Linked DNA regions of Manis pentadactyla: region 1 is linked to region 2. The links are chromatin contacts, called in public Hi-C maps. All regions are on one chromosome and are shown on one strand. Each heading gives the region's core, a stretch centred on a gene start, on an enhancer-like site or on the middle of the called end of the contact. The rest is flanking DNA. Distances are from core to core; before and after follow the strand shown. Region 1 holds the start of TAAR9 (trace amine associated receptor 9). Region 2 holds the start of SLC18B1 (solute carrier family 18 member B1).

Region 1 (4,046 bases), core at 332-2,831, 220 kb after region 2:
TTTTTCAGACCATCTCCAATTACTAGTAAGTCCTACAGCCCAATTCTCTATAAAATCATTTTAGATTTAAAAAGTTTCAGGAATCTGTAATCTTGTAATTAGTTCACAAACAAAATATACTTGAGAGAAGATTTTTGTCCCCAAAGAATCTAACTGACAAGTTAGGCAGGAGCTTTTATGTCCTCTATGTATTTTGGAAAATGGGACATTGTTAACAAGTATAAGATAACCTGCAAAACTTCAAATTATTTCAAGAAACAAGTAAGACATTCAGAGAAGGTATTAGAAATTGCTGTACAAATCAGAAAACCATAGTGTAATATTCGATGGGAAGTAATCAGCAAATCTGACTCATCCTTCACTAAATTTTGTAAAATACCAACATACATGAAGATGACAAATGCCTTAGGACAGCTGTTAAATGTAATATCCTCCTACTTGGCAAATGGTGACACTTCACTCTCTAGATCCAAGTGTTCAGTTTTGCACTTGACCTTAACTCCATGTTTGTTTTGAAATCCCTGCAGTCATCTTGTCAATCTATGCCTGCTTCCTCAGAATATAAGTTAACTGTTGAGGAACCACTCCTTAAGACTTTCCCACTTACTATAAGTTTTATTGCCTTCCGAAACCATGGGTAAAAGAAAGCATATATCAGGGGGTTCATCGCTGAATTATAATAAACACACCACACTAAAATCTCATAAACATAAGGAGGAGTTATAAAATTCATGTAAGCATCAATCACGGCATCAACAATGTACGGCAGCCAAGATACGAGAAACGCCGCCATAGCAATACCCAGCGTTTTAGCAGCTTTTCTCTCTCTCTTTGCTACTCTTTCCTTGTAGCTGTCTGAAGAGGCCTGAGCTTGGCTGGCTGTGCTCTCTATCTTTCTAGCCTGATGTTTAGCCACCAAAAATATCTTACCATATAAAAACACCATGGCAACGGTGGGGATAAAGAACAGAAGAAAACAAAGTAAAACCCAGTTTTGATTCAACGGCGCCTGACAGCCTCCTACACAGGTGAGAGCAACTACTAATTCCTCGATCCCTTCTTCGTTGGCCCCGGTGTAAAAGATCGAAAAACTGTACGTGACAGAGAAGAACCAAGACAGAATAATGCATATTCCTGACACCGACACAGTAAACTTGGTTGGATAGGTCAGAGGATCAGTCACGGCGATATATCTATCAATAGAGATACAGCATAAATGAAACAGAGAAGCGAAACAGAAGGAAGTATCGAAACATGTATGAAATTTACAGTAACTCTCCCCAAAGTACCAGCAGCTCTCCACAGACCTCACCGTGCTGAAGGGCATCACGGTCACGCCCACCAAGAAGTCAGCGCAGGCCAGAGAGGCGATCAGGAAGTTTGTAGGTGTGTGCAGCTGTTTGAAGTGGAGGATTGCAATAATAACCAGTAAGTTTCCAAACACTGCCAGCACGGCCCCCAGACCAAGGACTGCATACAGAATTGCTCGAGGACCCGGGGAGTACGGAATTTTAATGCAGGATCCATTCACGTTCTCATAGCAGAGCTGCGCAGCTTCAGCCTGGGAGAAATTGTTCACCATTGCCTTCTTGTTTGAATTATCTTATAGTTCTCAAATTCCCTATTTCAACAACTTCAAATGGAGGAGTTGGCAATTTCAGAAGCTACTGGGAGAGGAAAAAAAAATCTCTAGTTAGAATTAGAGCTAGTAACTTTTTAAGCCAATTTTTTAATTTTTTTGGCATGTTAACCATAACCTCTTGATCTTTCCAAAAAGTAGTCCCAAGTTTTTAATATATTTAGAGTGGGAACTTGATGCAGAAAGCTGTTAAAATTTTGGTCAAATTTAGCACAAAAGACTGGCTACACACTTAGTCCAAAAATATATTAGAATGTATTTGGCTAATCATTAGAAAAATCGTTGTGTTTTTTTAGTGTTACTTTATCTTTTGAAATCTCACCTATAACCACCTGAGTTAAGAAATAATTAGGTTACCAAAGGCTGAGTTATATTTACAAAGTTATCTCCCCTGAGGGGCCATTTCAACAGTAATGATGAACTATACTTCATTTTTTTCAAGAAGGAAGAAATAAATTACATCTCCTTCAAATTATGACCTCAAAATCCCTATGGTATAGAAAGTGAAGACTGAGGAAACATTTACTTATAATTGCTTGCTAAACATTTTGGGGTAATGCATATTTTCTATCACTTTTATTTTCAGTTTGTGGGGTTTTTAACTTTTGTATTCACTCATGATTTGGATGGACAATTTAGATGTCTTGAAGAACTCTTCTTACAAACTGATACTAATATAATCATTGCATAAGTATTTTCCAGGCTAACAGCCAGTTTTAGCCTGGAATCTAATATCAATAAGATTGATTAAATAAGCAGTAACTCACCTAGCCTCTTACCTCCCAACCTTAAAAAACAGTATAGTTTTATACCTACCATAGAGGAGTAGGCAACTCCTGGGGTACACTGCAGAGGTGATTCTGGAAAGAATAGATTCATGTTAAATTATCCAAAGTTCAAATAGAAATGAAGTTGGTTTCTTCAGGTATTTGAGATTTTTTTATACAAAGGCATACAATCTTAAAACAATTTACAGAGTTCACGAAACAATAGTGAATAATTAATTTTTACTTCATTTAACCATGAAAAAATACAATCTTGCATCTAATTCTTAATCTGTGATCTAAAGATGGAACACACTTATTGCCATTTATCCTATGCTATAGGTCTGGCCTCTGTTAAAGTGCAGGATCCTAGGAAAAGCTGTATGCATACACACTATGTGTGCATATCTTTTATCTATGTTTCTATACTCTTCAGGTAATAGATTTCACTAGTCTGTAAATTTTAAATGTTTCTCTGTGGATGTGGTATGTGTGTATACACCCATGGTTATTTTGACTTCCCTAGTCTGTGACTTTTAAATCAATTCGTTTTTACTTTTATAGTAGTTGGCAAAGTATTGTGTCAACATTAAATTACTGAAATATTTAGGGCTTCAGGGCTGTCATGTATTCAGCTTACTCTCCAATGGTTCAGAAAAAAATTATCCATGCACATAAATAAAGATGGAGAGAGAGGACAAATGCCAAAGCAAAGAGAGCAACATTTTAATAGGCAAATCTGGTAAACAGTATATAAGTGTGCTTTGAACAACTTTCTGCAACTTTTCTGTAGGTTTAACATTATTTCCTAACAAAAACATTTTTTTCTTACAAAAAGCAGTATTTAAAAATGGGACTTTTAGAATCTCCATTTCCATCATAATCTTGGGCAAGCCACTCTTAAACCCCACCACCTCATGCCAAGAAACCTTCCTACAAGCAGTTCAGGTTCCCTGTCTCAGTTCACCTCTCTCCTCTCCAGTATTGTGAAGAATACCAAGTGAGGGGAAATCAGGACCCATGTTATGACCCTCTGCCTGTACCATTCCTCCCCAGTGTCCAAACCATGAATGCAGGTGCCTATTCAGAACCTGAGTTAGAGATTCTTCACAGCAGGTGCAGTGGAGTCTGAGGAGCAGCAGGGATGCTGTGCCACGCTCAGGGTGCCAGAGGTTAGCAAAGAATGAAAGCTCCTATGATGGGTTCTGCGCAAATCTCTCAGTAGTAGAATCTTCCTTTGGTTCCTCTCTGAACCTGGTTCTCTCCCTGGGTATTTAAAAAATCTACCCTAAACCTTTCCAATGACTTAAATTTCTGCATAAAGCAACCTGAAAGTGGATTTAATGTTGTAAATGAGAAAGAATGAGCATTCCAGGATGCTTCCTTACTTTCAAGCTTAGATAACTCAAAGGAGGGGGAGGTTTGAGTGGAAGATGGAGAAGGGAGAGGATTTCTAGTTGGGGCATGTTAAAGGTGAGATGCCTATGGACAGTCCAGTTAGGAACTGTCCAGTGGACAAATGGATAGATCTGTGCACAGCTCAAAAGTTATTTGGGGGCCATCATCATATGTCATAATCAATCACCCAGGAAACTAACAGTGTAAAAGAAGTGGTTATTTATTATGACTCTACTGTACATTAG
Region 2 (3,699 bases), core at 379-2,878:
CACTATTCTTCTATAAGTTTGACTACATTAGAAATCTCATAAGTGGAATCATCAGTATTTGTTTTTCTGTGGCTGGCTTATTTCACTTAGCATAATTTCCTCAAGATTCATCTGTATTGTTGAAATGCCAGGATTTCCTTCTTTTTAAAGGCTGAATAATATTCCACTATATGTATATGTCAAATTTTCTTTATCCAGTCACCTGTCAATGGACATTTGAGTTTTTCTATATCTTGGTTGTTGTGAATAATGCTGCAGTGAACATGGGGGTGCAAATATCTCTTTGAGACCTTGCTTTCAATTATTTTAGACATATTCTCAGAAGAGGGATTGCTGGATTATATTGTAGTTCTATTTTTAATTTTTAAGGACCCTCCATATCATTTTTCATAGTGGCTGCACCATTCTACATTTCTAGCAGTGTACAATGGTTCCAGTTTCTCCACATCCTCACCATCACTTGTTATCTTTTGTTTTGTTTTTTTAAGTAATAGCCATTCGAACAGGTGTGAAGTGATATTTCATTGTGATTTTGATCTGCATTTCCTTGATCAGTGTTGTTGAGCAGCTTTTCATATGCCTGTTGGCCAATCATATATCTTCTTTGGGAAATGTCTCTTCAATTCTCCTTGGTTCATTTTTTTTTTTTTTTGAGAGGGCATCTCTCATATTTATTGATCAAATGGTTGTTAACAACAATAAAATTCTGTATCCTTGGCTCATTTTTTAATCATGTCCTTTTTTTTTTTTGATGTTGAGTTGCAGGAGATTTTTATATGTTTTAGATATTAATCCCCTGTCTAATAAACGGTTTGCAAATATTTTTTCCCATTCTTTTCACTCTTGTTTGTTTCCTTTGGTGTGAAGAAGCTTTTTAGTTTGACATAGTCCCATATACCTACTTTTCATTTTGTTGCCTGCAATTTTGTGACCTGTACTTCTGATCTTGTTGCCTGCATCAAATTCAAGAAATCATTGCCAAGACCAGTATCAAAAAGTCCCTCCGCTCTCCATATTTTCTTTGATGATCTTAATAGTTTCAGGTTTTACATTTAAGTCTTCTTGAGGTCTGACATTTAATTAATTTTGCGTTGATTTTGTGAGTGTGTAAAATAGAGGTCCAGTTTCATTCTTTTGCATGTGGATATCTAGTTTTCCCAACATCATTTGTTGAAGAGACTTTCCTTTTCCCATCGTGTGTCCTTGACACTCTAGTGAGAGATCAACCATGTGTGTATGGGTTTATTTCTTGGCTTTCTAATATGTTTCATTGGTACATATGTCTGTCTTTATGCCAGCATCATACAGTTTTAACTACTGTAACTTTATAATTTATTTTTGAAATCATGAAATGTGATAACTCCAGCTTTGTTATTCTTTCTCAAGGTTATAAAACTAACAATTCTTTATGGACATGTTGAGTGAATAATTTTCATGTCAGAGACTAGCTTCCTTTCCTTTCCCCAGAATAAAAATATTTTTAAAAATTATGCTAAAATAAAAAATAATCTCTGAAATTGCTGCATAGACTGAAGTTACAAGAAGACTATGCTTTGATATAATAGTTCCATTTCCCACATTGATGCTAATTTGTCTTTTAAACTTTGTTTCCTTCTTCCTTAAAGGCTGCAAAGAAAGGAGCCAGCAGCACAGTCATTGGTATGATCTTTGGGTGTTACGCTTTGTTTGACTTGCTGGCAGCTTTGGTATTTGGAAAATATCTAAGTATTAACGTTCATGTGCACATTTTAATTTCTAAAACTTGTGTAATGAGTTATTTTAATTTACTAGTCTAGAAATTCCATTGATACAGAAATAACCACCATTGTATTTTATGAGTTATGCCACTGTTGACACTTCCATTCTTAGGACTGATTGATTTTTAACTTCTTCTATATTTGTAAGTAATGTATGTTGTCACTCCACTAAAGAATTGTTCTGTATTAATTGTACTTAGCTTCCCCATATCTTATATATTTTCTCATGCAGTAGATTTGTTTATGTCAATATAGACTTGCAGTAGTCATCAATTCTCTACTTTTCTTTGACATTTATTATAGCTTGTACAAATTGGAGCAAAATTTATGTTTGTAGCAGGGATCTTTGTCTCAGGAGGAGTTACAATTATCTTTGGGTAAGTGATGTTCTGATATGTTTGAGAGCTTGAACAGAATTTGTAATCCATCTTCAGTTTAAAATATTAATGTTCTCTTTAAATCAGTCAGTACCATTGATTGTCTTTTGAATGCCTGGCATGTGACTAGTGGTAAAAGGAGTTGGGTAACTTAGCAGAATGAATGTAAAGAAGAGAATCCTCAAGGGACTCATTGTTAAGCTGGCTACTGATTCTATTCATTAGAATCCTGTGACTGTGAGTCACAGAAATTTAACTCACTTTTCGGAGTCATAGGAAATTTTTGGCCTAAGCCAAAAAGTGTATTTCTTACCCAATCAGCTGAAGAAAATCAGGATACAGATGTTAAAATACTGTCATCAGAAATTTCTCTCCAGTGCCTGGTTTTGCGTTTCTTTTCTGGTGCTTTGTTCCTGGACAAACTTTCCCCTTGAGATGACCATAATGGCCCTGGCTGCTCCTGTAGGAAGAGAATGCCACTGTCCTGGTAGCTGCTAGTAGAGTCACATATCAGAGCCCCAGTGGCCTGATCTTTGTTGGTAACTCATTCCGGCTTGAAGGTCACTGTAACCAGGAAGAGATACTCTGATTGTCTAGGCCTGAGTCACATGCTCACATCTGAGCATGGGAGCCCAATGGTTTCCTCCATTGCTATTTTCAGAAAAAGGGGAAATAAATGCCAGAGACAAAATAGCTATGGAAGTTCTTAAGCTTAGAGTGCTTAAACCAGCCTCATAGTGGCAGCAAATATGGAAGAACTTACATAGGTTTGGGGGGAGCATAGAGGAATCACAAGAGTACATAGTAAGATTATAACAACGAGTTCAGGAAAACCTTCATATCAAACTAAGTGTTTTTCTGTTTTCTTTTGTTTTTGTGGGGGCAGGTCTTCTATCTTCTGCATTCATTCTCTTTTCGGAGGTTTGAGCCCCACCTTGCTCAGGGTCGGGGGACCTGAAACTCAGAAGTCTTTCTTCTATATGGGTTCTTGCCAGAGTGATTCTGTATGTTTCAAAAAGCCTATTTAGTATTATTGTTTAGGGGACCCATTTTGTCAGCAGAAAAAGACAACTAAACTGTCAGTATGATCAAATTGTTAAAAAAAACCAAAGAGGTAATTTCCTAATATTGAAAGTACAATAAAGCAACTTTAAACAAATGAAAAACTTTAAAAGTATAATAAACCACATATTTTAGAGATTTATTCTAATAATTAGTAAGGTACTACTATTTTCAGTGAGTAGAATTAAAAAGGAGGAAAAAAAAACTCTCAACCTGACATTTGAGAATTGTCTTACTCTCTTTTAGCATTTTGGACCACATTCCAGATGGATCAATATTTATTGCTATGTGTTTTCTAGTGAGAATAACAGATGTAATCAGCTTTGCTGCAGCAATGACTGTGTCTTTTCCTGTCCTTGCAAAGGCTTTTCCAAACAATGTGACTACCATATTCGTATGTATTTCATAATTTTTTCCTATTTTCTTTTTAGTGTAGGCTAAACTATTTCAAGGTAAAGCTGCAGTCATTCTTCTAGACCTGCTTATTCTGCCCTCTGTGTTTT

The links. Hi-C and Micro-C count contacts between places; a contact is called where the count stands out from the background.
Region 1: a Hi-C map of blood shows a contact between it and region 2, with 3 times the contacts expected there. The contact joins the promoter of TAAR9 here to the promoter of SLC18B1 in region 2. A contact is called at or near these places in 2 of 3 Hi-C or Micro-C datasets (blood and skin fibroblasts).

The regions. Positions count from the first base shown.
Region 1 is chr12:57,955,324-57,959,369 of mManPen7.hap1, forward strand. TAAR9 (trace amine associated receptor 9) reads right to left here and starts at 1,582. Exons shown (of 1, transcript XM_036903655.2): 1 at 536-1,582. The coding sequence starts at 1,582. The coding sequence ends at 536.
Region 2 is chr12:57,734,079-57,737,777 of mManPen7.hap1, forward strand. SLC18B1 (solute carrier family 18 member B1) reads left to right here and starts at 1,629. Exons shown (of 11, transcript XM_057489259.1): 1 at 1,629-1,733; 2 at 2,061-2,134; 3 at 3,443-3,590. The coding sequence starts at 1,662.